Regions from separate parts of the Arachis hypogaea genome. Here region 1 is linked to region 2. A link is a contact called in public Hi-C data. All regions are on one chromosome and are shown on one strand. Each heading gives the region's core, a stretch centred on a gene start, on an enhancer-like site or on the middle of the called end of the contact. The rest is flanking DNA. Distances are from core to core; before and after follow the strand shown.

Region 1 (6,460 bases), core at 106-2,605, 51 kb after region 2:
TTTGCAGTAAGAAGGCAATAGTAATCCATCATATGTAAGACCAATCAAACAACAAATCAAAAGAGTAAATAAATGAAAGAAATATAAATGAAGCAAGTATATATACCTCAAAATACCCCTCATGTAAACAATGGGAACCATGTTTATTCACGATGAGTTGCTTGCAAGAAATTAAAATGTCCAGAGACACCGATAGAGTAGGTAGAAAGAGATATAGAGCGTAGACTAAAAGAGTTTAATTTGGTGAATAAACCGCAGCATTCAACAAAGTAGCAAGACCTCTTCTGCAATTAAGCTCAACCTAATCACTGAGCCAAACCTTCTCAAAACATAACAATGATCAAAATTTATCACAATCTAAACTCATATCTAACAAACAGCTCAAAACTTTAGGCCATCAACAAACACCAACACAGGCAACAAAGATCAAACAAATCATCAAATTGCTGTGTGTAATAATAGCAATGCATGTTGCAATTGCTTAGATACATTCTTTTAACTTTGACAAAAACTTCATTCAACCCAAGAGAGGGATAATAAATCTTGAATCTTCCTCAGCAAATGCAAATCAGCCATAATACTAAATTGTACCTTCTGATCTGGCAACTAATAAAACATAACAGAGAAATAAAATCTGAAAAAACCAGAATTAAAGAAATCAGCAACAGAACAAATAAATTAGAAAAAATTCATTGAATGAGTCAAAAGCATAGAATCAATCCTAAACCAGAATTAATAAAAAAAAAAACAGAACAAAAATTCAAAGTAAAAATAAAATAGAATTAACAATCCAACCAAAGAAGCAAGAACAACCCAACCAAAGAACAAATCAGAATCAACAGTAGGAGGACGACTGGAAGAATAAAAATAAATCAGAATCAAACCAACAATCAGAATAAAAAGTTCAGAGTAAAAACAAATCAGAATCAAAATCAAACAGAGGCTCCATTACAGTTTCAAATGCAAGGAAGGATGACGGCGCTGGAAACGGAGAGCTGGCGACGGAGGCAGGAACAGAGATGGCGCCGGCGACGGTGGAACAGAGCTTCGCGACGGAGGCAGGAGGCGAGCCCGGCGACTATGCTTCCACTGCTGAGAGCCTGAGACGTTAGAGCTGAGTGAGGGACCGAGTGAACTTCGAAGCTCCAACCGGCGACGGCGTCAGGAGTAGTCCGGCGGCTGAACGAAAGGGAGGGACTGAGCTCGCCGGCGTTGAGAGGAACGGCTAGCTCGAGGGTTATGGGAAGGACGAGGGAGGGTGTGCTGCCGCGCCGATGGAGAGTTGGAGTGAGTTAGGGTTGATAATTGGTAGTGGTAAGGTTGGAGGTTACTGAATGTTAAACGGCGCGTTTTGAGCATTTTCGGGCAAAGTAAAAAACCGGCTGGGTCCCGGTTCGATTCGACTGACTAGGTAGCCGCTGGTTGAGCGATTCAACAACGGTTTTTATTTTTTTCGGCTTTGACATATAACCGAATCGTCATTTCCATCAATTCCCGGTTCGATTAGTTGGACCTGTCTGTTCGAATCGATTTTCAAAACATGGAAAATAGTGAGATCATTAGTGAAAGAAGGACTAACGATGATCCTATCCTAAAGGATAAGGAGGAGTGCGGACCAATAGGTCGAATTATTATATAAAGAAGAGTTATAAACTATCTTCCTTCTTGTTCGATTAGGAAGATATCGCTTTTACTCGTTTCTTCTCTTCAATAAGAATAGGGATTTGAAATGATAAAAATTCCTCTTCATTCTGTTGTCAATAACCACACGCCGGTTAGAAATGATATGGCAATCATGGCTAGGACCAATAGAATAAAGAAACACAAGAATCACCAATTATACATTTATACGGTATAAATCACATACTAATATCTGTAAAATTGAGCAGAGTCCAATTTGGGCAACTAGTCCAATTTTGTCACACCATTTTCAACAAAATCTTCAACTTAATTAACAGCATATTCAACTTAGGCAACAAGGGGTCAGCCGAGTCATTAATGATCATCAAGCAGTGACACATAGTCAAGCAGCGACACAATGCCACGAATTGAGCAGACTAGGAAGAAAGCTAAGCAACAATTAACATTACCTGCGATGAAGGCGGAGAGCAGAATACTGGGAAGGACGGTTGGAGGCAATGGTAGACGACGACAGTAAACACCGGCAGGCGACTTGTGAATCACGGATGGGATAGCTACTCGGACCACGAGTCCCGCACAATGCCGGAAAATCTATAGCACTATGCCGCGGATGCCGACGACACGAGGACGGAAGCTCCGCAGCCAGGACGACGGCGGCAGTCTAAAAAAACCTCAAATGGACCATGTTAATTCTGGTCATCTATTATAAAAATATAACACAACAAAAAGGGCCCAGCCCAATATCAGCATTGACAGTATAAGGGAGCCCAAGCTTTTCCATGCTCCTCCATTGGCGCTGGGAATAACAAGGCTCAGCTAAACCATTCAAGCCAGGAGGACTGAACACAGTCAGGTCCTGCTCCCTCCAGAGTCCAGTCACACACCAAGGGCACGTGTCAATCTCTCCCCATCTCTCTATATCTATACCAAATTAGCTCTTTACCATAGTGTTTACTGTTTGTTAATATATACTATTAATTAATTGTTAGTACATATTTTTAGTAATTTTAGTTTTATTTTAAATATATTTTTTAAAAAATCAAATTATTTAATAGTTGTTAGTACATAATTTTTTAGTGACTTATTTTTATTTTAAAAATTTATTAAAAAATTGAATTATTATTAATGATTAGTATTTATTTTAATTTTTTTGTTTTACATAAAATATTATAAATTTCAATTATTATTAATTTATATTTTTAGTTATTTTAGTTTTATTTAAATATTCACTAATAAAACTGAATTATTATTATTATTATTAATTGTTAGTACATATTTTTGGAATTTTGTCTTGTGTTTCAATTATTTATTAAAAACAGAATTATTTTTATTAATGGTTAGGATATATTTTTAGTAATTTTATATTTTATTTTAAATATTTAATTAAAAAGATATTAGTAATTGTTAGCATATGTTGTTAATTAAGTTTAGTTTTATTATAAATATTTATTAAAAAATAGTATTATTATTAATTATTATTGTTAGCAACGATTAGTGTACATTTTTAATAATTTTAGTTTTATTTTACATATTTATTAGGAAAAACAGAATTATTATTAATTTTTAGTATATGTTTTTAAATATTGATTATAAAATATTAATTCTTAGTAAATAGAATAGAATTATCATTAATTGTTAATATATTTTTTTATTATAAAAATTAAAAAATATGAAAATAAAAAAATGTGACACTACAGTGTTGAGAATCATATTATAAAATGTTTTTGACATCTTATATTGTAAGTACTTTTTGAATTTGTAGTAGTGGTTAATAATTAATAATTAATTTAGTAATTATCAATTATTGAGGTTTGTAGTAATTATTAATTATAATTGTTGCTAAATTGAGTTACCATTAATTAATATCAATATTAATTTATATTATTAGCTATAGTCATTACTTAAATGAAATAGATTCATATGATATTAGGGTGGAGAAATAGTTATTGACTATTAATTATAATTTTTTATTTGTGTACATTTTTTATCTTTTACATAGTGAGTGCACAATTATATTGAAAAATTTTACGAAGATCTTTAAACTCCAAACTTATGACATACTGATGAGTGGATCAACTAATTACAGCACAAGCAGGATAAAAAAAACATGTAGATTAACTAATTTAGTACTGCTTCTGGCTAAATGACCATAGAAAAAGCTGCATCAAGCTAACATGGTTCTATAACAATTTGGTACTACTCCTCGGTAGGCATATGCGTAGTTTCGTACTCAATAGCTGCTAATAATTATTTTGCAACCATTAATTCAAATCATGTGGGCAAAGCTTTATAAGAAGCTTCCAACCCACTAAATATTTTTTCAACTGTCTTTTGTTTGATTAACCATATTTTGCAATAACTTATCGTATAGTTGAATTTGAACTGTATTTAGCAATGACAAATTTTATTTTTAGAGACAAGTCAATTTTAACTAATGGTTTTATCACTTCTGCAATTGTCTCAAAGTCTAATTTAGCATGATCTTAAGAAATGGTAATTCTGGTGCACGTGTGACTACTATTGTACCTCTTGATCACCGAACATCACTGTCTTTTTATAAGACTAACTTTGATAAGCCAAACACATCTTATTCTGTATTGTACACATTTGGCATAGAATGTCATCAGTTCTTATTTAAACATCCTTTAATTGATGCCTCTTCGAATGGTAAACTTTTTAATTGCTGTAATCACAAACTCTCTTGATCATAACGACAGGGTTGCACCAATAAAAAAATAAATTTAAATACTATTTATTATTATTATTATTATTATTATTATTATTATTATTAATTGTTCATACCATGACCTAAGAAAAGGTTAAGTCATGGTCCAAATAGAGTTAATCCATCTTTATAAGAAGACCCCTAGAAAGAACCTACTTTATCCAATAAGATTAGTCCAGAAGTTATATGGAATAACCTACTCGACCTACTTGAGATATGGGTACCAAGATTCATGCCCGATCCAACTTGCATGACAAGCAAAGATTTTGTCCGCTACCTCAAATATTATCCACAATTCATCCATTATCGCAACGTGGGGTAACTTTTCAAAAACTGGGGAAGAAATTACCCACTTCTATAGTTAGAAAGATTCAGTAGTGATGGCAAAGTCATCACCTACCTTTATAAATACCCCATCAAACTCAGGTATTTCTCAATTACAATTCACTTAAATCTGCCTTAAACATTTACTAACATAAGCATCGGAGTCCCTTGTAGGAACTACCGAGTACCGACCATCGTCCAAACGAAGATGTCGAACAATCCATCACTCCAATGAACAAGTCAAATCCTTCACTCAAAGGGGTCTAGGGCTAAATCCACCTTGGTTCAAGTATTTCCTCGGAACAACAACAACAATAATAATTTTTACAATAACAATAATAACCATAACAACATTACTTGCATTGACATACCCAAAAAACTCATGTGCATGCATATCATCAAGATTCAAAGTATGTATGAAAGATGGTTTCAGAGATGGATGTTGGTCTACTAATGTGCTTACAACATCTGTCACACCTCCTTCAATTATTATATCATCTTCATCCCTATCTTCTGTTGGACCAATAATTTGTTAATTGCCTTTAAACTTTTCATCGCTTTCAGTATTATATTGGACTCCGAAAAATCAACGTCAACAATTTTCTCGAACTCAATATATAACTGAATAATTGAGATTTGTACTCTAGTTTGGTAGATCAAAAACATTCCTTGTATATTTGCTTCATCAGCCACATGCATATTTGAGATTGAACGAAACCTCTAAATACTAACACAGGTTGCTTGTATATAATATTTGTCACTGTCTTCAACATTTATGATCTACACTTTGTGAACATATATTTTTAAGTCTTTCATATGTTATTAGGCAACTTTCTACGGTGAAAAAATTATTTTCTAGTCCTTCGAGGACCTCGATACGTTTTTAATTGTGAAAAAATTAGGGATTGTTTTAAAATTTTGCAATTCAACATTAAAATTCATTTGTTGGTGATGTGGCGTAGAAATTATTATGTTACGAGCAATTTGAATTGCGTGACCTGGAATAGTAAATTAAATGAAACCAAAAATAGAGTGGAGAAAAGAGCTTGTTAGTTACCACACTCACATAACCCACTCACAACAGCGTGACCATGGATCTGAAAAATTAATATCCACCTTAACACGCGGCAACATCCAAAAAAGAAAAAATTGCAACTTTATTTTATACTTGTAAGTTGTAACATGTGTAATTAATAATAAATAGTTTTAGTAACTAAAAATGAATAAATAAATTAACTCAATAAAACATAATAAATAGTTATAGTTAACTTTTAAAGTTAGTTAAATAGTTAATAACCAAATTAAAATTTAATTTTCTAAAATATAAATATAATTATTAGTATTCTTTTAAAATTAGTTAAGACAAAAATGTATATTATCAATATTAATATATTAATATTTTTTACTAAAATAATCTTGTTTATATTGGTAATTATTTAGGTTAAAAACATATGTATACCATAAATATTATAATAAATAAAATTTAGTAATTTTTTGTTAATTGAATTTTTTAATATTTTTATTATGAATGATTATTTTTTTAAAAATAAAAAAAGAATTTATAGAGATCAAATTTTGTTTCGAAATTTTTTGTGCACCTTCTAAATATTTATTCAGATGTTGTCACAAAAATTTAGGTCACATAAATAGGTCGTTTGGTAAATATGAATGTCGTTTTGTTACTTACAAAAAATATAATATTTATTAATTCTTTTAGTCGTATTTTCAAATTATTTAAAGCCTGTTTCGTCGATAACATCTTTGACCTTT
Region 2 (6,890 bases), core at 59-2,558:
ATGATTCAGCTTCCTCTATATTGCCAGTGTCAGGCTTCTTGTTGCCAATTTGTCCACCAAGGCAAGAATGACCACTTGCTGAGCAGTCACTGGTCGCAACAGATTCTGACGATGGAACCATTTCAACTGCTCTTCCTAATGGCTCCCCAGACTGTAGGCACCTCATTATCTTCCTTCAAACTCCTCCTTCCTGATTTCGACTATTGTCCCAAGTCTAATGCTGCTCCCATATGCAACCCATCTTTTCTAGACTAAAAAATCTGCCGGAAGAAAACAGTGAAACAGAAATGTCACACATGCAAAGTCAACACAGGACCTTTAAGCTATGTTTGATTGAGGTAAAAATGCAGTGGAAATTTATATGCCTAAAAGCAATGTAGATTATGCAACAACCAAACATGCCCTTAGAGTCATACATGTAGATTATGCAACAAGTGTGAAATTTTGAAACCAATTGTTCCTGAGAAGGCTAAATTCAATGTAATTGAAAAATCCAGAAAAGAAAAGCAAAAAAAAAGGACCTAAAATTATAAAGTAAATGTAAACAAGCATAGTAGAACTAGAATGAAAATCCGCAAAGCGCTATCCCATCAGGTAAAAGTAAAATTTGAACCAACCTCATCCAAAATTCCCTCTCTGAATTCCGAAATCACATAAACCAAATTCATAAAATTGTAACCGACACACAGTAACTCAGGGACCGGAAATTTCAAAATCAGTAATTTGCTTCTGAATTCAGCTCAGAAAACCGTTCCAACCTTACAAACAAGCAAAAAGTTGGCACCCTTTTCAACAATTCACAAACGGAGAAAGGTCAAAGATAAAAGACAAATAAGTAAAAAAAAAAAAAAAAAAAAAAGAAGACTTTCACCTTTTGAGTTCCAAGAGAGCAAAGCGTGTGCTAGGAAGGAACATCCATTACTGAATTTGACCAATCAAATCCGAACTTTGAATCATGGAAACAATCAAAATGCAAAGCATCTAAAAAGTCTAATCATAAACCTTCCCTTCTAATAGTTATTATTTACCATATAAAATCCTTATCCCTTTTTCTTTCCCGTGTGATATTAATAAATATTATTAAAATGAATAAAATTGGAGCACAGAATCGATGATAAATGAAAGAAGAGAAACGGAAGAAGATCTCACAGCAATTCCAATTCCAATTGGTTTGGTGTTTGGTGTTTACGTTGTTAGTATGTTGGTTGTTGGGGTCCAGTGAAGTCAAGTGGGAAGTTTCATATACGGGGAAGAGGGTGAATTAGATGCCACGTGTCATTTGGTGCCGACTCTCATTTAAACTGCCATTAACTACATTTATCACGCTTTCACACATATCATCGCTCCTTGTTAGGGGTGGAAAGTGGAAACACACTATATATCCTTAATAATGAATAAATATTGTTGTAAAATAAATAAAAGATATATTAAATATAAAATAAGGATGTATAAATAGAAGACTCTAGCATTAATATAATTAGCTCAATAATGATTTATGTATATATAATAATATTATATGTTGTAATGTGTATATATATATAAAGATAGAAAGAAGTATTAAAAATAAAGAGAGAGAGAATTGCATTTGTTTATTGTTACTGTGTGTATTACTTCATAACATGTTCTCTATATATGGGCATACATAAGCATCGTTTTTCAAACTTCATTTAATATTATTCTCCTTGAAAATCTGAGACTTGTGAAAAATGGGCATCCACCTCAGGCAATCTTATCACAACACTCCCCATTAGATGACCATTTAGAATTATTGCCTCGTTAAAATCTTACTAAAGAAAAATCCAGTGGGAAAAAAAATCCTTAGTGAAGGAAAAAGAGTACAATATCCTTTAGTGATGGAGACTGCCTCATTAAAAACCTTGTCAAGAAAAACCCAATGGGAAAAAAAATCTGACCAAGAGAAAAAGAGTACAGTCTCCCCCTCTTGTCGACATCATTTAATGTCTCGAAATCGGCACATCCCAATCTCATGTACCAATCTTTTAAAAGAGGATTTTGGGAGTGACTTTGTAAATAAATCTGCCAGATTGTCACTTGAGCGGATCTGTTGCACATCAATTGTCCCTTGATTTTGAAGATCATGAGTGAAGAAGAACTTAGGAGAGATATGCTTTGTTCTATCACCTTTGATGTATCCACCCTTAAGTTGAGCAATGCATGCTGTATTATCTTCAAACAGGACAGTAGGAGCTATCTTATGATCAATCAGTCCACATGATGACATGATATATTGGATCAAACTCCTGAGCCAAAAACACTTGCGACTTGCTTCATGAATCGCTAGTATTTCGGCATGATTAGAGGAGGTTGCTGCTATCGTCTATTTTGTGGACCTCCATGATATAGCTGTACCACCATATGTGAACAGGTATCCTGTTTGAGATCTCCCTTTATGTGGATCAGACAAGTATCCAGTATCTGCATAGCCAACTAATTGTGACTTGGATCCATAGGGATAAAACAATCCCATATCAACCGTTCCTTGAAGATATCGAAAAATTTGTTTGATTCCACTCCAATGTCTTCTGGTTGGAAATGAACTATATCTTGCTAGTAAATTCACCGCGAATGATATGTCAGGTCGCGTATTATTAGCAAGATACATTAGCGCTCCAATGGCACTAAGATATGGTACTTCAGGACCATGGATATCTTCATTCTCTTCTTTAGGACGGAATTGATCCTTCTCCACATCCAAAGATCTTACGATCATTGGAGTACTCAAGGGATGTGACTTGTCCATATAAAATCTTTTCAAGATCTTCTCTGTGTATGTTGTTTGATGAATAAAGATCCCAATTTTTATATGCTCGATCTGCAGGTCGAGACAAAATTTAGTCCTTCCAAGATCTTTCATCTCAAACTCTTCTTTTAGAGTTTTTATAATTGTTGGAATCTCTTCAGGAGTCCCAATGATATTTAAATCATCAACGTACACAGCAATAATAATGAATCCAGATGCAGTTTTCTTTATGAAGACACAGGGGAAAATATCATCATTCTTAAATCCGTTTTTGGCCAGATACTCAGTAAGACGATTATACCACATTCGTCCAGATTGCTTCAGACCATATAAAGATCTTTGCAATTTAACTGAGTATAACACTTGTGAATATTCATTGGATGGTTTAGATATCTTTAGTCCTTCAGGGACTTTCATATAGATATCTCGATCTAATGAGCCATATAAATAGGCTGTTACTACATCCATTAAATGCATATACAGTTTATGATATGCAGATAAACTGACCAAATAACGCAATGTTATTACATCCACTACAGGAGAATACGTTTCTTCATAATCTATACCGGCCCTCTGTGAAAAACCTTGTGCCACAAGTCGGGCTTTATAGCGCACAACTTCATTTTTCTCATTTCGTTTTCTCACAAATACCCACCGGTATCCAACAGATTTTACATCTTCTGGTGTACGGACTACAGGTCCGAAGACTTCACGTTTTTCAAGTGAGTCTAATTCAACCTTCATGGCTTCTTCCCATTTTGGCCAATCATTTCTTTGTCGACATTGTTCGACTGATCTTGGTTCAAGATCCTTACTTTCATGCATGATATTTAATGCCACATTATATGCAAATATTTCATTGACAATCTTATTTCGGTCCCATTTCTTTCCTGTAAAGACATAATTTATCGAGATCTCATCATTTTCACAATTTTCAGGTACCTAAACGTCTTCTGGCGTTAAAATCATATCAGAATTTTGGACAACTGCAGGTGTCTTTACAATGTCTTTTTCAACAGGAATCGTATTTACCTCTTTTCTCTTTCGAGAATTTTTGTCTTTGAAACCGACAGGCCTGCCACGCTTCTAACGTGAATTTGCTTCAGTGGCTACTTGTCCTACTGGGACATCAATTCGAATTGGGGCATTTTCCGCTGGTATATACGACTTGGTTATCCTCTTTGTATCGGAAAATGCATTAGGCAATTCATTTGCTATTCTTTGCAAATGTATAATCTTCTGAACTTCTAGTTCACATTGCCCTAATCGAGGATCTAAATGCATCAAGGATGATGCATTCCAATTAAGTTCCTTTTCAGGAAACTTATTCTCTCCCCCTAATGTTGAAAATTTTGATTCATCAAAATGACAATCTGCAAACCGGGCTTTAAATACATCTCCAGTTTGTATATCAAGATACCTCACTATAGAGGGAGAATCATATCCAACATATATCCCAATTTTCTTTGGAGTCCCATTTTGGTGCGATTAGGTGGTGTAATGGGAACATATATCGCACACTCAAATATTCTTAAATGAGAGACATTTGGCTGCTGGCCAAAAGCTAATTGCATAGGAGAGAACTGATGGTAACTCGTTGGCCTCAAACGGATAAGTGCTGCGACATGTAAAATAGCATGCCCCCAAACCAAGGTTGGGAGATTTGTTCTCATAAGCAAGGGTCTAGCAATTAATTGGAGGCGTTTAATAAGTGATTCTGCTAACCCATTTTGTGTGTGAACATAAGCTACTGGATGTTCAACACTTATTCCATTAGCCATACAATAAGCGTCAAATGCTTGGGAAGTAAATTCACCAGCATTATCAAGACGAATTGCTTTGATTGGATTTTCTGAAAATTGTGCTTTTAATCGAATAATTTAAGCCAGTAATCTCGCAAACGCCAGGTTGCGAGAAGATAATAAGCACACGTGTGACCATCTCGAAGATGCGTCTATTAGGACTATAAAATATCTAAAAGATCCACATGGTGGATGAATAGGTCCACATATATCACCTTGAATCCTTTCTAGGAATTCAGGGGACTCAAATCCAATCTTTACTGGTGATGACCTTAAAATTAACTTTCCTTGAGAACATACAGCACAACAAAATTCACTAGTTTTAAGAATCTTCTGGTTCTTTAGTGAATGTCCATGAGAGTTTTCAATAATTCTCCTTATCATGGTTGTTCCCGGATGACCCAATCGGTCGTGCCAAGTAATGAATTCATTTGGGCTAGTAAACTTCTGGTTTACAATGGCATGTGATTCAATTGCATTGATCCTGGTATAATACAACCCAGATGAAAGTGAGGGTAACTTTTCTAATATAACCTTTTTATTTAAATCATGAGCTGTGATACATAAATACTCACGATTTTCCTTATTCATTGTTTCAATATGATATCCATTTCGGCGAATATCTTTAAAGCTCAACAAGTTTTTTCGAGACTTGGTAGACAATAGTGCATTATTTATTATGAATTTTGTTCCTCCAGGAAATAAAATTATAGCTCTTCCGGAGCCTTCTATCACATTGTCTGAGCCAATAATAGTATTAACATATTCCTCTTTTGGCACAAGATGGGTAAAATATATATCATTTTTGAGAATAGTGTGCGAGCTTGCACTATCCGCAAGGCATACATCTTCATTACATATCCTTGCCATTTTCTTCAAAGACAAATAATAATAAAATGAATAGTATGCACAGTTAAATTGAATACTTGATCGGAATTATTTTTCTAAAAAATACTGCACATAAAAATAATGTCATATACTAAAATTTTATTTTAAAACATGACACATTTAATGATTTCAAAATTTATAAACATTAATATTTCATTATTTATATACATCATATTTGAAACTTAAATACATAGAAAATAAAACTTAATAATAAGTTTTTTACATTATTTATTTACATGAATGCTTAATAATCTCTCACATTAAACTATTCCATCATTGATCAAATGACCAATATTTCCTTCAGGATCCTCAAAGAAATCAGATACATCATAATGAGTGGTGAAATTTTCAGCATTATTTAAAATAAAATTTGTTTGCTTTCCTTTGTCATCCTTTTTCAAAGATGCCTGGTAAAGATCGATTAGGTGCCTTGGGGTACGACAGGTACGTGACCAATGGCCATTTCCACCACAACGGAAACACTTATCCTCTGTTGATTTATTCTGCCCGATATTTCTTTCTTTATCCCACTTCTGGTGAGATCCTTTCTTTTGAATATAATTCCTTTTCCTTCCATAATTTTTCTTATTATTAAAACCTTGCCATTTACCTCTTATGGGGTAATTTGCCGCATTTACTTCAGGAAATGGGGCGGCGCCAGTTGGGCGCGCTTCATGATTCTTTAAAAGTAACTCATTGTTGCGTTCAGCAACGAGAAGGCAAGAAATTAACTCAGAATATTTTTTAAATCATTTTTCTCGATACTGCTGCTGTAGGAGCACATTCGAGGCATGGAAGGTTGAGAAAATTTTCTCCAACATATCATGATCAGTGATCTTTTCCCCACATAATTTCATTCGTGAGGTGATTCGAAACATTGCAGAATTATATTCATTTATGGATTTAAAATCTTGTAGACGCAAGTGCGTCCATTCATATCGAGCTTGAGGAAGTATCACCGTTTTCTGATGATTATACCTTTCTTCAAGGTCTTTCCAAAGATCTGCAGGATCTTTTAATGTGAGATATTCATTTTTCAATCCCTCGTCAAGATGACGACGAAGAAAAATCATGGCTTTGGCTTTATCCTTCTGGGATGCATTATTCTCAGCCTTAATGGTATCTCCAAGATCCATTGAATCAAGATGAATTTTAACATCTAGTATCCATGATAAATAATTGTTTCCAGATATATCAAGAGCATTGAATTCAAGATGAGAGAGTTTCGACATAATGAAAAATTGTTACCTAAGTCTTCCTAAAGATTTGATCAGAGTCTCGTGCTGATAACGTGTTGTAAAATAAATAAAAGATATATTAAATATAAAATAAGGATGTATAAATAGAAGACTCTAGCATTAATATAATTAGCTCAATAATGATTTATGTATATATAATAATATTATATGTTGTAATATGTATATATATATATAAAGATA

What was found. A called contact is a pair of places that touch in the nucleus more often than the background predicts.
Region 1: a contact with region 2 is called in a Hi-C map of an unstated tissue, with 4 times the contacts expected there. The contact joins the enhancer-like site here to the promoter of LOC112727099 in region 2. A contact is called at or near these places in 2 of 8 Hi-C or Micro-C datasets (leaf and an unstated tissue).

What each region holds. Positions count from the first base shown.
Region 1 is chr12:20,618,451-20,624,910 of arahy.Tifrunner.gnm2.J5K5, forward strand. It overlaps the pseudogene LOC112727100. Among protein-coding and RNA genes, the nearest start is that of LOC140177000, 45 kb to the left of the region's middle. Within about 2 kb of position 1,356, at least 3 of the 3 cell types and tissues checked have open chromatin away from gene starts, as enhancers often do.
Region 2 is chr12:20,567,795-20,574,684 of arahy.Tifrunner.gnm2.J5K5, forward strand. LOC112727099 (protein NPGR2) reads right to left here and starts at 1,309. Exons shown (of 9, transcript XR_011868382.1): 1 at 1,150-1,309; 2 at 1-260.